Linked DNA regions of Anas platyrhynchos: region 2 is linked to region 1. A link is a contact called in public Hi-C data. All regions are on one chromosome and are shown on one strand. Each heading gives the region's core, a stretch centred on a gene start, on an enhancer-like site or on the middle of the called end of the contact. The rest is flanking DNA. Distances are from core to core; before and after follow the strand shown. Region 1 overlaps LOC119715660 (a long non-coding RNA gene). Region 2 has its middle 4.3 kb from the start of HMOX1.

Region 1 (3,037 bases), core at 1-2,500:
GTTGTTTTTTTTTTCTTTACCAACCATTCTGTTAACTTTGGTCCTCTGCACTAGACTGATCGGTGTCAGAGCTGGCCAAGTGCAGGGTTTCTCTGCTTGGACAATAGCCTGGCAGAATACCATGGAGAGCTATTAAGAACTTTGGATAGTAAAGGCTTGGCTACGAATTCCTGTTTAAACCAAGGCTCATGTTCATCAGAATTGTTGCCTGCTAAGCTTTTCTCATTGGGGTGGGAATGGAGCAAAGGGAGGAAAGAGCAAAAGTGGCACTAGGTATGTGCTCTGTGAAGGCACAGTGGTGTCCTCAGTGGTTTGTCCTTACCGTGTCTCCTCTCCCCACTGTCTTGTCGCTCTGCTTTTCTACTTTGCCCACCTTACCAGGGCCTGCATGAATGAACTGATCTCACTCTCAAACAGGAAACAAGAAATAAAGAATTACAGCACCATACACACTACTATAAAGCATCACCGCATCACGGCTGCAGTCTTGTTCCTGTAGACCGCATAGCGACATGGCTGTTACAAAAACAAACAAAATTTATGCTCGCTAAGAAAAGGTTCCTGAAAGGCACATCCACCCCATGAAGACCTTTTTACATTTTCAAAGGGAAAAAAAAATGTGGCTGAGAATCAACTATTTAAGCCCATAGCAACAGCAGGGTATTTTTGTTTGGAGAGGTGTAGGCGACAGGGAAGAAGTATAGCTATTTTCCTCCCAGGGTATATTCTGTATCTGGGTTTTGCTAGTCCGAAGTGACTTCTGCAGTCTTTTACCAAGCTTTATCAGGCTAATGCCTGGAGATATAAGCTCCTGTTAGTATGATGCAACCAGATTGAAGTGCCACCCCAGGCCAGCTTTCCCCTTGCAGCCACGTTGTAGGATATGATGCCCACCGTGGTGGTAGAGGGGACCATGCAGTTGCCAAACAGGTTAACATCGTGGTGTGCTCAGAGGGGTGGCTGAGGTCATACAATGCCCAGTGTTGCTCCACTTCTTGAGTTGCAGACTGTTGTCTCCTAAGAAAATTCCTTTTTACTGAGTAATTAATACAAAGCCTCAGTGCAGCCTAAACTAGTTGTCATGGCATCACTTGTTTGTTGTTGTGTTTTTTATTTTTGTTTGTTTTTGTTTCCCCCTCCCCCCCCAGAATATATCTGAATAATTGGGATTTGGTCTATGACAGAGACAGGAATGGGAAACATATTTGCCCACCCAAGCTTTAGAGAAAGCTTATGAATGATGTACCAAATATTAGTCAAGTAGCAGTTTGAGTCACACCTGGCACCACAGCACAGCTGACTCAAGAAGCAGTCCTCTGGGACACTACGCAAGGATAAATGAAAATAGAGAGAAACTCTGGCAGCGAAATCTCCTTTCTTCTCTGTTTCTTTGGGATGTTGTCCGCTGCATTACTGGAGGAGATACTGCTTGGTCTAAGTACAAGGGACCTCTTGCTCCCAACCCCCAAAGTAAATCCCAAAGTCATTTTCAAACCAAGACAGCTATCAAGATGGGACTCGTGGTTCATATTCTTTCTCCCACTGTTACTGTCCAATGTCCCGAGCCAGCTGCTAGCCCAAAAACATCAAAACAGAACTTACACTGGAATAAGAAGTGGGGTGAGGGGAAGGAAGTTCAGATCTTCCATTTCAACCTGCTCCTTGACCACAGACATAGCAGAGGGCTATGCAGGTCTGCATTCAGATGACTGGCTGAATAATTTCATTATACAGCATCTTCCCTAGCCTCCCACAAGGCGTCATTTGTCTGTCAAGGAAGGAAACATCATCCCTCCTCAATGAAGGGCCTTCGATTTGCTTGAAGAATTGCTTTTATCATATACAATTAGTGGAGGGCTGACAGTGTGTTTGGACAAGGTACAAAACACAAAGGGTAAACAGTCCCTGCTCCACAGAGACCAAGACAACTTTGTTGAGCCAGCTTGTTCTTGCCAGTGAGGCCTGCACCATGACCTTTTCCCAGTGAGGTAAGAGCAATCCGCTAGTAATGTTCCAGGGGCTTCACTCCACATGAGCGAGAAAAAAGGTAAAATTAAATGTGATGAGCATGACTGTCATTCCATAAGCTATCCTTCTGCTTTCTGCTGGGCATTCACTTTTGCATGGACAAAACTGAAATGGTTTCCACCATTTCTCTTGTAGGTGTAATGTGCTCCAGGAAAGGCCATTCACCTCAGCAACAGACAGGCTTTGGCTCATTTGCTTCCAAATGCTATCTATGTCCTGTTGCTCAAGGTAATGTGGCTCTATTTCATTACATTACCACATATACTCGTCATTGCTTTAAACTGTACAGAAGCAACACCATTCAGACACAAAATACACTCAAATGGATCTGCCTGTTCTTCATGCAACTCCTTTGAGTGGTCATAAAAGACAACAGTAGCTGTAGGTATAGGCACCATAACACAAAGGACTTCAAAGACTGATTAAGCTAGGTAGAAGGTGTCAGAAGAGGCAGCCTGAAGTGGTTAGAAGAAGCAGCCAGAGAGGGGAGGTGAAGAATGCAATAACACTGAATACAGTAATTCAGTTGCTGATTTAAAAAAAAGAAGAAGAAAAAAAAATCATAGCACATTGGACATTAGTTTATTAAGGGCTCAACTCGATGTTTGTAGAGGAAAATTCTTTAGCCACACTGTACTCAAGGACAGACAAGATGACCTCAGACTTTACAGATGATCTCTACTGCTTTCTAAAGCAAGCAAAACAAAACAAAACAACCTGTTTGTTCTAGTTTAAGACACGAAGTGCCACTATAGCACTTACAGTGACTGTCGTTTGAGTTATCCTAAAGGGGATAAAGGACTGGATGCAGACAAAGCAGGGTATGTGGAGCAGCTCCTTATGTTTTCAAAACATGAAAATGTGATTATGAGATGTGAGATATACGAAAAGAAACATGTCCAAAGAGATGTGATATACTAAGACATGCTATGCCAGAAGGTGTGTGTATGTCCACTGTGCAGCACAGAGCACAAGTTTGTATAAAAGATCCTACCAAGACTTGTCCAGG
Region 2 (3,373 bases), core at 230-2,729, 94 kb after region 1:
GTGTCCCCCTGTGGTGTCCCCCACAGCTGCCAAAAGTCCCATCCCTCATCTCCTACCCTGCCAGCAAGCAGCGGGCGGGTGGTGCCAGGGCTGTGATGTGCCTGGGCACTGCTGAGATTGCCCTGGAGGTTTGTGGCAAAGCTGAATCGGGTAGCCCGAGGCAGGTATGTGTAACAGCTCCTGCTGGGCTTGAAAGCCTCTGTCTGCCTGTCCCAGCCCCTGAGAAAATATTTCAGTCAGGGGATCAGTTAGATGAGGAGTTAACAACAAGGAGTTGTTGAGGAATCAGTGATTTTTTTCAGGGGCAGGGAGGTGAGGTGGGGAGATTTTCCTTGTGGATTTTGCAGGCAGAAACTTCGCTTGTGCAGAGAGCAGAGCTCACAGCCCCGCGCTGGAAGCCCTGAGCCCTGCTTGCCCCTGGCCCCTGGTCCCCAGGGGGACGAGGAGGGGCCGGCTGGTGACAGCCAGGCTCGGCTGGCCAGGGGGGGAGCATGGGCATCCTGAGACCGTGACACAGCAGAAATCTGCAGTGCCTGACAAGGAAGGGGAGGCTGACTCAGCACCCAGAACTTGCTGTGCAAAGGGGAAAGGAACAAGAAAAAAAAAAAAAAAAAAACAAAACAACACATGAAGTTGCAATATCCGCTTAAATTGGCTTCCCGGCGGGGGGAGTCGCTGCCGGAGGGTATGGGACGTGCTGTGGGTGGGTTGGTGTTTACTAGAGGGAGGCTGCCCGGCCCTGGCAGAACTGATTGTGCTCGCTGCCGTCAGCACGGAACAATCCGAGCCGAGATCAGAGATGCAGGTGGAAACACGGAGGCTGTGACCCCAAGGCACTGAAAATCCCCATGGGGTGTGTGTGTGTGTGGGGGGGGGTGTGCCTTCAGGAGGGTCCTGCAGACGGACAGTGCAGTTCTGCACTGAAAAAACAGGGACAGAGGTGGAGGGAGAAGGATGTGCACGTGCATTTCTCGGGCATAAACGAAGCAGCTGGGTGGAAACGGGAAGCACAGATTATAATACCTACTTGAAATGTAGGTATTTGCATGGAAACACGCATGCCACGGCACATAGATACCGAGCCGCCTCCATCGTGGCCGTGCTACAGCCCTGCAGAAAGCAAAGCACGCCCTGCTCGGGACGGGACAAGCAGCAAGGAGCTGGGGTTGAAAAACCGCACGTAGGCACCGAGCAGGACTTTGCACCGCAGCTCGCACGCCTTTCTCAGGGGAGGGGAGGAGGTGAACCAGGAACCGAGCCCTACACAGACAGAGGGAGCCCCCCTTTGCCCCCCCTGGGCTTCCATCCCCCTTTCCCCCGGGGTACGGGAGCTGCACATCCTCCGCCGCGGCCAGCCGGGGCTTTTCTTTCTGGAGATTTCTCCAGGCGTCCCGAGGAAAGGGCGCGGGGCCAAGAACAGCGGCTGCAACCTCAGCACGTCGGCCTGAAGCCGCCCTCCCGATATCCGGCCACACGTGGCCCCGCTGCACCGTGACTCAGCAAAAAGAGCCCCCCCCCACCGCTGCCCGAAAGCATTACTCAGCGATACCGTGGCCTGGTGTGACCCTGACTCAGCAGAACGCCCATATGGGGGAAAGGGCGAGTCAGCGTTTGTGGGGCCCCCGCTTTGGCTGCCCCGGGGGTTTGGAGGCTGACCCAGGACATCGGGGATGCTGCAGCCCCTTATGGGGGAAATTCACCCTTACTGGTGTTTTTTTTTAGAAAATATTCAGGGTGGGAAGGAGCTTATTGTAGATGCTGGCCAAGGCACAGCCTGCACCTTCACTTCCTCCCCCCTTTTTTTCTTCATTCTGTACCAAAAAATCACCGCAGGGCAGGCAGGCAAGGCTGCTCACCAGCCTGAGCTGCTGTTTGCGAGAGCTTTGGTTTAGGAGCAGGAGGCTGGATGCTAATGGGGAGGAATGAGCCCCAGGTGGGTTGCCCAGGCGGGAAGGCAGCTGGTGCATATGCCTGTAATTACGGAGCAGGGAAGGCACCGAGCAGAAATTTGTCCCAGTTTCCTTCAGAGCTCTTTATTTAGGGGCAGGGCGGGTTCAGCTTCAGGGAGCCCTGTGTACTGCGGTGCTTCGGGAGCACGAGTACAAAGGAGCGAGAATATCCCAGTTTTGGGAAAAGTGGGAATTTCCCACGGCCTTCCCAGTCACCAGGGGCAGAGAGCATCCTTGCCCTTGTGCACACAGTGTCTGGCATGGTGAGCCCTCAGGACTATGGCCGTGGCTCTTGAGTTAAATAATAATTAACAGCAACACCCGGGCAACGTGAGTGTGGTGTGGGATTCAAATTAAAGGGCTGAGCTGCCAGATGTGGTCTGGTGGAGCTGAGAGGGACCAGAGGTGCTCAGCCCGGGATGGGCTCCCCTGGTGCAGCTGATGGGCAGAGCGATTGCACAAAGTGTCCTTGTGGGAGCTGCAGGAAATCCCTATCCTCGCCTCACCCCTCCATCAAATCCACCTTGTGCCTCAGCAATGATTTTTGGCAGACAACAGCCCCAAATCAAGCACCTGGAGACTGGCACGTGTGGATTTTTGTTGGTTCAGGGAGTTTCTCATCCCCACAAAAACCTCTGCTCCTGGGGCTGGACCCAGCCTCGCTGCAGCAGGCAGCTGGAGTAGGGAGGGATGCTGAAACACTGCTGGAACCCACACCGCCGAAAACTTCCCTTACCCATAGGGCCAGATCCTGCTCCTCTGCCCGTTCCCAGCTCTGTGACTTCTCCCAACCCCGCCGGGAGAGGGAAGCGAGCCCAGTGCTGCCACAGGCTGAGTCAGCTGCGGTTCCTGCACACACGAGGTTTTGCAAGGATGATGGCAGAGAGAAAAAGGAAGTTTTTTAACTGCAAATCCGTGTTCCTAAATCCCTTCTCCCTCACTCAGGTTTCACTGCCACTGCCACACACCTCTTTGTGACCACTGCCTTGCTCCCGAGTGTTGGGGAACCTCTTTCTCCTCCTCTATTTTTGCACATTTTTCCATCCTTCTTCCCTCTTTGTGTCTTTCCTAATGCCCTGCTTTAACTTTTGGTTAGCTGAAGAGGCCAGGCTGTTGGACTTGATGGTCTTTGTACGTCCCTTCCAACTGAACTATCATCTTCTCTCCTATTCTGAAGAGAAATGGAAGTGGCCTTATTCTCATTTTGGAGGGAAGGGGGAATCTTTTTATCCCAAATAGGCTTTGAGGAAGTTTTGGCATGGTAGAGCAACGTGAAAATCCTCTGGGATGGTGAGCAGCCTTCCCAGCGTACCAGCACGGAGAACTTCTGCTCCGTTGTGCAACAACGTTGTGGGAAATCAGGAGACTTATTCATTCGCTGCTCTTTAAAAATAAATTTCGTGTACTATTTGGAGGTCCGTACG

The links. Hi-C and Micro-C count contacts between places; a contact is called where the count stands out from the background.
Region 2: a Hi-C map of subcutaneous adipose tissue shows a contact between it and region 1, with 3 times the contacts expected there. The contact joins two enhancer-like sites. A contact is called at or near these places in 2 of 8 Hi-C or Micro-C datasets (liver and subcutaneous adipose tissue).

What each region holds. Positions count from the first base shown.
Region 1 is chr1:55,291,416-55,294,452 of IASCAAS_PekinDuck_T2T, forward strand. LOC119715660 (a long non-coding RNA gene) reads left to right here. Exons shown (of 4, transcript XR_005262945.2): 2 at 1-1,988; 3 at 2,164-2,256. Among named protein-coding and RNA genes, the nearest start is that of MB, 15 kb to the left of the region's middle. Within about 2 kb of position 1,251, at least 1 of the 8 cell types and tissues checked has an H3K27ac peak or open chromatin away from gene starts, as enhancers often do.
Region 2 is chr1:55,385,577-55,388,949 of IASCAAS_PekinDuck_T2T, forward strand. No RefSeq gene overlaps it. Among named protein-coding and RNA genes, the nearest start is that of HMOX1, 4.3 kb to the left of the region's middle. Within about 2 kb of position 1,480, at least 4 of the 8 cell types and tissues checked have an H3K27ac peak or open chromatin away from gene starts, as enhancers often do.